Linked DNA regions of Mus musculus: all the other regions are linked to region 3. A link is a contact called in public ChIA-PET, Hi-C and HiChIP or PLAC-seq data. All regions are on one chromosome and are shown on one strand. The core of a region is the stretch at or near the end of the contact, and the rest is flanking DNA. Distances in the headings are between cores, read along the strand shown.

Region 1 (2,993 bases), core at 356-2,855, 580 kb before region 3:
CTCAAGCCATCAGAGAGCACCAGAGGGGCACTCAGCCTATGTATGTATGCCCTCTCTTTCAGTGGGGCAGAAGCCTACTTGTGGCCGGGGTCTGGAGGGGCCCTGGGAGCGCCCACCTCCTCTGGATGAGCCCCAGAGAGATGGAAACTCTGAGGACCAAGTGGAAGGCAGAGCAACACTAAGTGGTGAGCTTTGGAGTGTGGGCTGGGGAGGTGGGTGGGAACCTCATGGGCCAAGCCTGGCCTTGAGTCCTCTTTATTTGTCTTTCAGAGCCTGGAGAGGAACCTCAGCATCCCAGCCCCCCCTGAGCCTGGCACATAAGCTCAGAGCCCTGTATCTCCCAGGAGGAAGTGTTCCCCAGAAACCCACTCTGTCCCCACCCTCCTTTGTACCCTGTCTTTCACCTGCTAGGGCTGCGGCTTCTGACTTTTAGAAGACTAAGGCTGGTCTCTGTTTGCTTTGGCTGAAGCCCAGAGTCCCCAATGCCTTTCCCTGCCAGTCATTCTTCTATTTACCCGGTGGGAGTAGGGAGGTGAGAGAGCCCACACTGGAAACCCCAGAAGGCCATAAACAACCATTTATTCTCCACAAGTCCCCTCCCTCTCCAGATTCTCTCCCCTGGGCACAGGAGACCCACAGGGCAGGTCCTAAGATCTGGGGAAAGGAGGTACTGAGAGCCTACAGGTGCCCTGAGATCTCCTCCTTCCCCTACCAGTGGTGGGCGTTGAGTCCCCAACCCTCTCATAGACTTCAACCAGGGCTCAGGTCTCACGCATTCTTTGCAGAGCCTCAACATGTCCCTCCCTTAGTATCCCATTCCTGCTGGGTGCCTGCAAGATGGACTGGCAGAGGCTGCTTGCTGCGTTTTGTTTGTGCTTTGGTGCCAGGAATGCACTTACTATCTGTCCTTAGGGGGCCACACAGTGGGGGGAGCCTGGTTCTCCTTGTCCTCCAGCAACTTGGTTCCCTTCCCCTTCTTCCCTTACTCTAGGCCTGAACCCCTCCTACGCTGTAATAAATCTTTGTAAATAATTGTCCTGAGACTCCTCTTTCAGGGGAGGGAGGAGAGACCGGGAAGTAATGGTATGTTCTGACAGGAAAAATGGTGGTTATCTTAGGGTCAGGATCTTGCCTCTCGTGTCCAGCCCTTCCCAGGAAGGAGCCTTTCCTGCAGGCTATACGCATGGCAGACATACTAGCTCCTGAGGGAGATGGCTAAAAGCCAGGGGAGAACAAAGGTCCTTTAAATATGTGTGATGGATGTGGTGCTGCGCGTCAGTAATCTCAGAACTTGGAAGGCTGAGTTCGTGGCCAACCTGAGAACGTCTCAAAAACGAAAAATGGATTTCTCCAAGGGACTTGTGCTCACAAATCGGCCCTCACACAGTTCCCCTTCACTCCACAGTGTCAGGCCTGTATGATCTAATAACCAAGACACCCTGGGGTTTTATCCCTTGCTCCTGCACGGTCTTACACAGTTTAACTTCGGTTGTGGCTCCGCTTCCGGACCTCGTCTCCGAGAGAGGGGCGGACCGGGGCGGAGCTTCAGGGTCACACGAATCCCGATTGGCTTTGGGGGCGGGCTCGGGGGGGCGGGTTGGCTTTGGGGGCGGGCTCGGGGGGGACGGGCTCAGCGGCGGAAGTAGCGCCGCCGGGAGCTCTCCTTCCGCTCTGAGGAGTTGCCAGGCCGTGGAGCGGGACTGCGGCTGAGGCAGGAAGAGTGGGGGCCGTGGTGACATGAAGCAGGTGGGTTGTGCGGCGGTCGCAGGCACCGGGCGGTGGTACAAGAGCTGTCTCTACCCGACGGATCCCGCTTTCCTGCCCGGTGTCCGTCTTTGGTTCGGTCCGACCCAGCCCACACCCCTCGCGCTCCGGGTTCCGCCCCCTTCCTCTCCACTCGCTGCTGCGCGCGCAGGGCTGGGGAGGGGGTGTCTTGGTCTTTACCCGAGAGGGTCCGGAGGACGTCTGCGGCCGCTTTCCTAAGCCTTCTTTATAGTAAGAGGAGAGGCAAGGAGTCGGTATCTAAGTATTATGGGGGACAGAATTGGGTGTGGGAAGGGGCCAGACTCAGGGAAAAACATACTAATCGGCTGCCTCTCTGCCACCCGCTGTTTCCCACAACTTCCGTTGGAAACATCCACGCATAGCTTCCCAACGATATCAGAAAGAAGGCTCTTTAAACTCTTCTCAGAAGTGCTTGCTACTGTTGGCTTTCATTCCTGACATACTTCCACCCTTTGACTCCCCAATATTTCCTGATTTTTCCTCTTACCTCTCTGACAAGAGGGCAGAAGAATCTCTTTACGTTCACGCTGGCCCAACCCGCCTCACTGTGCATTGATCCTGGATGGCCTCATCCACTGTTGTCGCATCAAGTTCACGTTCACTGAATATTCAGATGGACGATAGCAGCACATCCCCTTCCTGGGCTCCAAATTAGCTGCCTGTCAATTATGCCTATGGGATACCTTCACTTTGGGATGATCTCACAGGTTTCAAACGTGAGCTGATCTTTTCTCTGTAAATTTATCCTTCCACTCTTGTCTTATCCAGGAGAAAAACTCCGGAATTGCCTTAACATCTTTTAACCCTGTTTGCTCAGAGGTGCCAGTATAGCTAACTCCCTGAACCTTCTCTGTCACTACCCTTGTTGACGTGTCTCTGGACATTTCCAGCAGCTTGTGGTCCTAATTGCTTGCAGGCAAGTCTTCAGAATCTAGCTCTTGCAGACTTTTATATCACGAGTCTGGTTATGTCACTTGCTTGCTTCCCATTGCCTGTGGGGAAACGACTGTGTGCTTGTTTACTGTAAGATGTGCCTGGCTCACATAGGGTTCTTCGTGTATATAGCAGCACCTCTTTCCTCTCTGATCTGCTGGGCCTCCTCCTGATGTATCCTTCAGGAGTCCTGCTCAGAGAGCACCATCTCCACACTGCCCACCTCCATCTCAAAGGCTGGCCGCCCTGCCCATCTGTGTCCTCTGAACACTCTT
Region 2 (2,814 bases), core at 213-2,712, 610 kb before region 3:
CGGGTCCTGGAGCCCCCGACCCGGGAGCAGGAGGAGGCTGCGGCGGCGCGTCGCCCTTGTCGCTCCTCGGCTCGTCGTCGTCGCCGTCGCCCCAGCTGGCGAACTTGGGCACGTCCGAGAGGAGGCCGGGCTCGCTGAACAGGCGGGTCAGCATGGTGCCTGAGGGCGCCCCGGGGGCGGGGAGACAGACAGCACAGAGTGAGGGGCGCGCCGGGGTCACCACGACCCCCCAACCCGCCTCCACCCCCCAAGTCTCCGTGAGCGCCCCAGCTCAGGGGCCCCCGATGCCCACTACGTCCTGCTGCCCCGCCCAGAGCCGGCCCAGCCCTGCCCGGCTGCCAGTGGGGGACCGCGGCCCAGGCCCTTGCCCGAGATCCGGGCTCCTGCTCCGCCCCTGGCCCGGAAGGAAGCTGCTCTCGGCCGGTGTCGGGGTCCCAGAGAGCTTGACCAGGTGGGGGGTTAAGGGACCAGGTCCATCTTCCCGGGGAGGCGGTGCTCTCGCCCGAAAGCCAGCTCTCTCCCGGTGACGGAGAGAAGCTGGGCGGCCGCCGTGGGGACGCTGCCCCGGTTCCTCCTCTCCACGGTCCGGCCCCTCGGCCTGGCTCCCCAAGCCCTCCGGTGCCTCTCACCCCCAAGCTCCCTAATCCAATTTGCAAGTTGGCCGCGCGCCGCCCCCGGCCGGGCCCCCACCCCCGCAGCCCCAATTCTAGACACCGGAGCACCGTCTCCTCTCTAGCTGCTGCTTACGGGTCTCCCGGAGCGGGCTCCGGGTGCGGGGACTGAAGAAGCCGGGCGTGGGGAGGAGACCCAAAAGCGAACCCTGTTCGTCTCCCTTGCGGTCAGGGACCCTCTTCCCCTCTTCAAACTCCCTCCCTCCCACACGTCTCTACAGATCTCGTTGTATTTTGAGATCCTTGGGGAAAAATCCAAATTTATTTGTTTGCTTATCTTTTTTGGTGGTGGGAAAAGGTCACAGGTTCCTTCGGGACAGTCATGGGGGGGGTCCCATCTTCGCTTCTTCGAGTGCCTCATGACCCTTCCCCCTCAGCCCATCCTAGGCATACCATCTCCTTCCGCAGCCCCTTAAGCTGCGGCCCCAATGGGAGAGAGAACACGGGGCGCCCCCGCTGCCCATCCCGTAAGGGGGTAGGGTCCCAGGAATAGGAGAACTGGGGGGGACTTCCATGTCCGAAGCAGCGCCCCCCCACCACTAATAGCAGGTCAGATCTAGCTCCCTCTCGGACAACTTACCTCAGAGAGGAGTCAAGGGGAGAGGGGAGGGGAGGGGGGAGGGGGCAAGAGAGAGAGGGGGGAGAAGAGGAATCTTCTCGCTTATTTCATTGTTCCCCCATCTTCAGGGAGCGGGGGCAGCGGTTCCTCAAGGCGGCGGGCGCCGGCGTCTTCAGAGCGCCATGCGAGCCGCGGAGCGAGTGTGGCATCTCTACCAGGCGGGGTACCAGCCTCTATGCCAGGCCATATGGGCTTGGCACGTCACGGGCAGCAGCTATCACATGAGAGACGGTGATTGGCATGCGTCTGCATTGGGGGAGAGCCGGCTCCCCCGGGACCCGCCGCCATCTGTCACTCTCTACTCCAAAAAAAAAAAAAAAAATTAAATAAATAAAGGAAATAAATAAATATCTCTGCCGCCCTCCCCTCCCCGCCCAACGCAGGAAAAGCAGAGATTGAGAGGGAGGTGGGAGGATTTGCCCCCCTCAGATATAGAACCCCCCACATGGGAACAATGGGGTGGCAAGTCTGGGAATTGGCGGTTTGTGGTTGCCAGGCCAATTCAGGGCTCTCTCCAGGGTCTTGATCTGTCCATTTCCCTGTCTCCAGGTCCCTAAGGTGGGTCAGGACCAGACCCTGGGGTGTGGAGAAGGGACCTCGGTGCTTACTGCCGCTCCCCAAGAGAATCCCCTCCACCACAAAGGGACAGCTGAGGCTCCTTCCAGGGTGGGTGTGGGGGGCATCCCTGGCCCAAGCCCCATAGGTAGATGCTGGCACCATGCCATTCCTCATCCCTGTCTGCCCCTCCCCCACCCACCCTCACGCACACACAACATATGTGGCTGAACAAAATTCAAACCAAGGGAAAGACAGAGAAAGGGAAAGATTTGCCTCCCTGGGTGTCTGTGCCTCTGCATGGGCGTGTTGTGCGTGCGCACGCGAGTGCTCATGTGTGTGTGTGTGTGTGTGTGTGTGTGTGTGTCTGTGGGGACATGTGTGTCTATCTGTGTAGTCATCACACAGGAGATCTTTCCTTGGGTGTCAAGGGCAAATGTATGGTGGGGTGGGGTGGGGAGGGATTTGGAGATGAGCTATGTGTCCCTATCTGGGTTAAGGTGGGCACAGATCTGGATTCCTAACCCAGAAGCCCTCTTCCTCCTCTTCCTCCTCCTTCTTGAGTCACTGAGGCCTTACCACCCCTGATCCTTGCCAGGTAGGCCATCCACCAATGCCTCTCTTTTGGCCTTCTGATTTGGTTAGCTGAAGGAAAGGGTATGACTGGTTGCAGGCCGCTTAGAGTTTTTAGACAGGACCCAGCACTCTTCCTCTCTGCAGAAAATACAAAAGCCACAGAGGCTGACCCCATCAGTCACAGGAGAGGCCAGAGAGGAGAAGACCAGACAGGTGTCTTGCTGAGGGAGGTAGGAAATGGATGCTTTATTTTACAGTTCCCCTTGCAAGGTTCCTATCCTGCCAGACACAGATGCAAATGGTACAGGTTAAAGGGAGGAGCTTCCGACACACCCACCTTCCCACCAGTTCCTCACTCTGTGGTGGAGAAAATGGAAACACACCCCTGTTCAG
Region 3 (3,069 bases), core at 109-2,608:
CGGCGGAAATCCAGACGGGAGCGGGAGACTGCGCTAGCCCAGCGGGGCGGCAAGGGTCTGGGGAAGCGCTGCACCGCTTTGCGGAGTTTTCCCTTGCGTCCGACCTCTGGACAGAGTGTCCCACGGACCTGAGCTGTGCTACCTACCTTCCAAGGCCGCCAGAGCAAAGCCACAGAGAGACAAGCAGATATTCTAGTTCTAGGCCCGGTTCAGACACCCATGCAACCGTGGACAAAATCCCATATGGGCCTCGGACCTCCTGTTCTTAGTCTGAAAATCCGGACATCGGATTAGACTGAGCGTCCCCAGGGTGGAGGCCTGGGTGTGTGGCACTTCCCTTGCCAGTGGGATGTCCTGTGGGGGGCAGTTGCCACTTCTCTGCCCGGGAACTCGGGTGAGGTAGGCACTGCATAGTGGACTCACCCTCCTCCAGTGCAGTGTTAGAGGTGGAAACCTTAACCTCCGGCTGGCCCGGAGGGGGCTTGTGACAGTTGGGAATTGAGGTCTGGAGATGGAGTGTGGTTCAGATCCTGTCCTCCTGGAACATGTATGAACTGCCCTCGGCCCTCAAGTGGGTCTTCTAGAATGGAGAGCGACTCCAGGCCGTCCAAAGAGCTGGCTTGGGGTGACCATATTTCTAGCTACTCGAAGGGATTCAGTTGAGCTAGAAATTTCCTCTAACCTACTCAAGCCGGAGAGGTGTTTGGGAAAGAAGGATGTTCTATGGAGAAGACGGTCTTCCCTTTGTACTTCGGCTTTACAGATGAGAAATACTAAGGTCCAGAGGAGCCAAGTGTTTTGCTCAAGGTCAGATAGCTTTCAGTTTCAGCTGGCCCCGGAGGATTGTGATTAGGAGAGACAGAGACTTGACAGCTGGGGCAGGAGTCAGTGCGTTCTCCATATTACACCACCTCCTTTCTTCCCAGGTTTGGTAGGTGTGTGTGATGTGTGTGTGTCTCTGTGAGTGTGGGCGTGTAGCGGGGTGGGGGGTGGGGAAAGGGAGTGTGTGTAGGATCCCGCACCCTGAGGTTCGTTCACCGCCGAGTCGTAATTTATTCTTTTCTCTGAACTTCACACCGCCCCCCCCCCCACACACACACACCCCGAATCTCTTTCTGGCGTGTTGAGGGAGGGATTCTCCCAGATTCCCACGGTCCGGCCACTAGCTGGAAGCGTCTCCTTTAAGACTCGCCCTTCCCTGGGTCTATTAAGGAGAGAGGGGCGGGTGTGAGCATGAGGACCCGCCCCCGGTTAGTGATTGGCCCGTGGCATGCAGGGGCGGGCCTGCGGCAGGGGGGCCTCCCTCCCACCCCAGCTCCATACCCTCCGCCCCCCCCAGTCTAGGGCTCCGGGTAAAGTTTCAGCCTCTGCACGTGACTCGCCATGGCCGCTGCCGTCGCCCCGCGCCCCTGAGCTGCGGCCCCCCGGACGGCTCCTCTCGGAGGACCCCACACCCCTGACGCCGGGCAGCGCCGCGGCGCCTGCTTGGGGCAGACCCTGTGCCCGCAGACACGCAGACGGGTTGCATCCCCTCGCTTCGAGGTAACCTCTCCCCTGGAACCCTGGGGAACCCTCGATTCTCTCACACTTCGGGGCCCGGTGGCCCACTCTGGATGGGAACTGCGGGCGGGGACTGGGTGCCCGGCAGTTTCGACGGGGACCTGGGGTTTCCTGGACTTCCCAGCCTGCCGCTGGCGTGTCCGGGGTTGGGGAGCCCCGTCTGCGCCGCGTCTTCGCGCGCACAGCCTTGAGGCTTCTGCGGCCGCCTGCCGCGCGTGTCCTCGGCGCTCCAGTCGTGGCGGATCTACTGCTGGGAACTCTCTTTTCTCTTCAAACCCAAACCAAACAAAAAGACTTCTTGAAACCTGTTTGGGGAGAGATCAGATGCCCAACGGACTAGCCCCCTCCTACTCTTTCTCCTGTTACCTGAGCCGCCCTGTGGTTTGGGGAGAATCAGCCAGGGGCCCACCCCCACCAGAGGGAACTGGCTGGGGGGGCGGGGCCCGCTCAGCTGGTGTCTCGGTTGGAGTGTGGGGGAGCCGTCAGAATTGGGTGCGGGAGCCAGAGCAGTTGGGTGAGACGCGCCTGAGTTTTGTGTTACTTGGGGCTTGTGGAAGCCTTTTGGGGTGAGGGAAGGACAGAATAGACTGGCCGACCTTGCTTCGCTGAGGATGTCTGGGATTTAGTGCCACCCACGAGGCTTGGAAGCTGCTAGCCAGATGTGTGTATGTTGAGGGGTGGTTGGCAGATCAGTTTAACTGTGTCTCCTTTTCTCTCTGGGCACTGCCCTGCTGTCTTACTGTTCGTGGGAAAGGGGGACAGATTCCCCAGTGTGCAAGGCTGGGGGTGGGGGCTAGCTCATATGGAAATAATTTAAAAAGCAACAACAACAACAACAAACTGAGTCTTGGGAAGTTTCTTGCCCTGCCCCTCCACTATTCATCCCGTCTTGGATAGGATGCCCAGCATGCTGGCATGGAAGGGATGGTACCCCTTGCTCCTTACCTGATGCCAGCTCCCGATGTTGCAGCCAGATGGCTACCTTCTACCTGTGGACCGTGTGCACATGTATGTGTGGATGTTTTCCAACAGAATTGCTACCCTTTGCTCTCAGTTCTGCCCTTGATCACCCCATCAGCCCGGGGATGGGACTCAGATTTGTCATCTTTTATCTTCACAAGGCAAAACTTGGGGCACGCGAGTGGGGGAGTGGCGGGGGAGGATATTATCCAGTAAGGACTCTGATGTCCTGTGAGGAAATTAGGGTTCAGACCCCCAAACTCCTCTTACTCCTCCAGGGCTTTGTATGGAGATGAAGCACGGAAGGCCCAGATTCGAGTGGGGGTGGCCTGGAGCCTTGGGGCTTCCCCTGGAGGGGTGGAGATGAGTAGGGGGAGGGAGCAAGAAGAGGTTCTGGAGTTATCTATGTAGCTCTTTCTCCTGAGGAATAGGGGGGGATGTGGAGTCACAGAGTTTGTGTCTCTGAAAGATGATGCACTGGGAGGGGTTGGCATATACATCACTGCTGCCTGGGAGGCTGGGCTGGGAAGCAGAGCGGTCAGTGGGGTC
Region 4 (3,061 bases), core at 490-2,989, 940 kb before region 3:
TTCCACGTTGCTCCCAATGGTGGAGCAGGTGTGAACAACCTCATTGGTCAGGCTGGGGAGGCAAGAGAAGGGCCTAAGGTCGTTGCCCAGTTCACTCTCAGCTCAGACCCTCTACTCCCAAAGCAGCTGAGTCCAACCCAGAACAACTCAGCTCTGGGTGACCAAGCACTGGGCAAGGCCCACGTCCTGTGGTTGATATGGGGAGAGAAAGGTCTGAGTTTGTCTGAGTGTGGCCTGGTCTGGCAGAGCTCCGGTCCGCCCTGGCTGGGGTTTGAAGTAGGAGACCGAAGTTAACCAAGTGTAAGGGGCAAGGGTGAGAAGATAAGGGTCCTGCCGCCAGGGGGAGCCAAGAGCAGCGAGGCGAGAAACCGCCTGGCATTCCACACCTGCCAGGACTGAAATGTGTTTGGCAGGGTAGATCGCGGGAGGCCGTGGGACCTGAAGTCACCCATTGCTGGCGGGATCCAAATCCAGGCCAGCAGCCACTAAATCAGGAAGGTCATACCAGCGTCTTCCCATCACTTCTTGTCTACAACTACCCACTAACCCAGGGAAGGGCTCTGGTGATTGGTGCAAATGACTATCAGTCTAGTGTGAGGCCCAGCCCACTCTATCCACCCAGTAGTTACTTACAACTGGTAGAGAATGGTGGTCTTCCCTGCATTGTCCAGTCCCACGATAATGACTTTGTGCTCTGGAGGCATCCAGGGGAAGGGCAAGGTCAGAGCCAACCCGGACGACTGCGGGCGTGGGTGTCCCTAGTAGGCTTCTCGTCCTGGCCTCTTCCTCACCCTCTGCTCTTGTCTGGATGAATGGATGCCTTCTCTCCCGGCTCCACACATCCCTTGGCAATCTCCGAGCTAAAGCTCGGTATCTCAGCTTTCTGTGTGCGCCCCCCCCCCCAATTTCCTAGGATGCTCAGAGAAACGCGGTCCGGGGGACCTCTGTCGAAGACTGTACCGTTTCACTTGCCATCGGACCGGACCCCTGCACCCCTCCTGACCCCCTACCCCACCTCCGTCTACATTTCTAGACAGCGATCGTCTAAAGGGTCCGAAGCACACTGGGCTCTAAATCACAATCTCAGGAAATTGACTTTGGGGGCCCTCAGGGTCGCACACAGCTCAGCTGGGTGGTGGGGTCAGAGGCAGAAGGCTCTCCCACCCCTGTGCACTGGGCACACTGAAGCGCGGGGTCAAGGTGGGGGGCGGGGGGCTTGTGGGAGGAGAGCAGGCAGGAGGCCATGGAGAGTATGGGAGTGCACAAATCCAACTCTAGCAGCGCAAGGTTCCCAGTCAGTCTTCACGGACGACTCCAAAATCCCAAGAGCCCCAGAAGACAGCGGAATCAAAGAGGTCACTGGGCTGCCCGGTGCGCCGCTTACCCTGACTCCCAAAGATTCGCATCAGCTTGGCTATCAGCTGTCCCATGGCACTCCCGGAGCTGGGGGCGGGCGGGGCTCAGCAGCCTCCAGGACCAGAGTCTGGCCCCAAATCTTCAAAGCCCTGCCTGGGGGAGGGCCAGACCCGCTGCTCCTATCAAATGTGCGGAACCCCAAGCGTCACCCTCGAGACCTGGGAATCCCACCGGACGCTGGCTCTTTCTCGGTGCTGAGGGTCTGAGTGGCGTCACCACGAAGACTAGGTATTTGTCTAGGGGCAGGAAAGTGCAAGGAAAATCCCAGAGTCCTCTTTACCCTGAGAAAACTGAAGTTGGAACTATCTGCTTTAGTGTTGCGAGTAGAGTGAGCAATGTGCAAAATGTCTGCTCTTCCTCTCCAAAAGCCACCGCTGGGGGGAAACCCTCCAAGGGCGGTCCAGCTTTCTCACATTGAGACACAGCATCCTCATCTACAAAGTTCAGACTGAAGAACCCTGCAACTCAGTTACAAAACAAACAACAAAGAATCTCAAAATGTTTTGCTAATCCAATCTAGTAATTTTTTAAAACTTTTTGTTTGCTTGTTTGTTTTTGTTTTTTGAGACAGGGTTTCTCTGTGTAGCCCTGACAGTCCTAGAACTCTCTGTAGACCAGACTGGACTCCAACATCAGAGATCCACCTGCCTCTGCCTCCTGAGTGCTGGGATTAAAGGTGTGTGCCACCAAGCCCAGCATTTTAAGATTTTGTGTGTGTGTGTGTGTGTGTGTGTGTGTTTTCACGTGCACGCACGCTGAACCACATGCCATATGTTTAAATACATGTATACCTTTGGAAGCCAGACGAGGTACTCAGATCCTAGCTTGGATACTGGAAACCCAACTCAGGTCCTCTTAAAGAGCAGCAAGTGCTTTTAACTGTTGAGCCCTCTCTCTAGCCCCTAATTACATAGTATTGTAATTTTTCCCATTTTGTGTTAGATGGCATTCACAGCTATCCTTAGCTACATGCAATTGCATGCAACCTGCAGGCCACAGTCTGAGGAGATGGTTCAGCAGTTAAGAGCACGTGTTGCTCTTCCAGAGGACCAAGTTCTGTTCCCAGCAGCCACCATAGACAGATAAGGACTCTCTATTAACTCTGGGTCCAGGGAACTTGTTGCTTCTGGCTTCTGCACTCTGTGCAATACCCACATGCAAATGCACACACCAATATATAATTAAAAGTAATAAAAATAAAAAATTTAAATCACCATGATTGCTGGGCATGGTGGCACACACCTTTAATCCCAGCATTTGGGAGACAGAAGCAGGTGGATCTCTGAGTTTGAGGCCAGCCTGGTCTACAGAGTGAGTTCCATGCCCCTTCCCCATTCCAAAGGAAATGAAACAATAAATACCGAGCCTGGGCTACATAGTGAGATTGTCTTTTACAATCTAAACCAGCCAGTCTCTCTCAGCAGAGGGAAAAGTCTTTTTATTTGTTGATTTGTTTGTTATTTTCAGAGGACCTAAATATATAATCTGTCACCCTGGCTGGCTTTAAACTCCTGAACTCCAGCAATCCTCCTGCCTCAAACTTCTGAGTGGCCTTCTGGCCTCACAGGCTCCAGCAGCAGGTAGACCCAACAGTGGGTTTGTGGGTCACGAGGAAAGTAGCAGCCCCAGCAGGAAGAGGGAGAAA

What was found. Hi-C and Micro-C count contacts between places; a contact is called where the count stands out from the background. ChIA-PET counts read pairs in DNA pulled down with a chosen protein or histone mark. HiChIP or PLAC-seq counts read pairs in DNA pulled down with a chosen protein or histone mark.
Region 1: a contact with region 3 is called in an RNA polymerase II ChIA-PET map of memory CD8 T cells, with 9 read pairs. The contact joins the promoter of Stard3 here to the promoter of Rara in region 3. A contact is called at or near these places in 2 of 115 datasets of contacts at active chromatin or transcription factors (memory CD8 T cells and pancreatic cancer cells).
Region 2: an HNF4G HiChIP or PLAC-seq map of pancreatic cancer cells shows a contact between it and region 3. The contact joins the promoter of Neurod2 here to the promoter of Rara in region 3. A contact is called at or near these places in 1 of 39 promoter capture datasets (pre-B cells) and 1 of 115 datasets of contacts at active chromatin or transcription factors (pancreatic cancer cells).
Region 4: a contact with region 3 is called in a Hi-C map of CD8 T cells, with 8 times the contacts expected there. The contact joins the promoter of Arl5c here to the promoter of Rara in region 3. A contact is called at or near these places in 1 of 484 Hi-C or Micro-C datasets (CD8 T cells), 1 of 115 datasets of contacts at active chromatin or transcription factors (memory CD8 T cells) and 1 of 9 other capture datasets (liver).

What each region holds. Positions count from the first base shown.
Region 1 is chr11:98,356,763-98,359,755 of GRCm38.p6, forward strand. Stard3 (START domain containing 3) reads left to right here and starts at 1,606. Exons shown (of 15, transcript NM_021547.3): 1 at 1,606-1,746. Ppp1r1b (protein phosphatase 1, regulatory inhibitor subunit 1B) reads left to right here. Exons shown (of 7, transcript NM_144828.2): 6 at 63-185; 7 at 271-1,034. The coding sequence ends at 308. It overlaps 1700003D09Rik (RIKEN cDNA 1700003D09 gene), which reads right to left and starts at 1,521. Exons shown (of 3, transcript NR_045477.1): 1 at 1,475-1,521.
Region 2 is chr11:98,328,183-98,330,996 of GRCm38.p6, forward strand. Neurod2 (neurogenic differentiation 2) reads right to left here and starts at 1,463. Exons shown (of 2, transcript NM_010895.3): 1 at 1,252-1,463; 2 at 1-159. The coding sequence starts at 154.
Region 3 is chr11:98,936,338-98,939,406 of GRCm38.p6, forward strand. Rara (retinoic acid receptor, alpha) reads left to right here and starts at 1,359. Exons shown (of 9, transcript NM_009024.2): 1 at 1,359-1,542. It overlaps Gm46294, which reads right to left. Exons shown (of 3, transcript XR_003949771.1): 2 at 1,587-1,865; 3 at 926-1,204.
Region 4 is chr11:97,994,434-97,997,494 of GRCm38.p6, forward strand. Arl5c (ADP-ribosylation factor-like 5C) reads right to left here and starts at 1,740. Exons shown (of 6, transcript NM_207231.1): 1 at 1,385-1,740; 2 at 634-694; 3 at 1-52. The coding sequence starts at 1,430.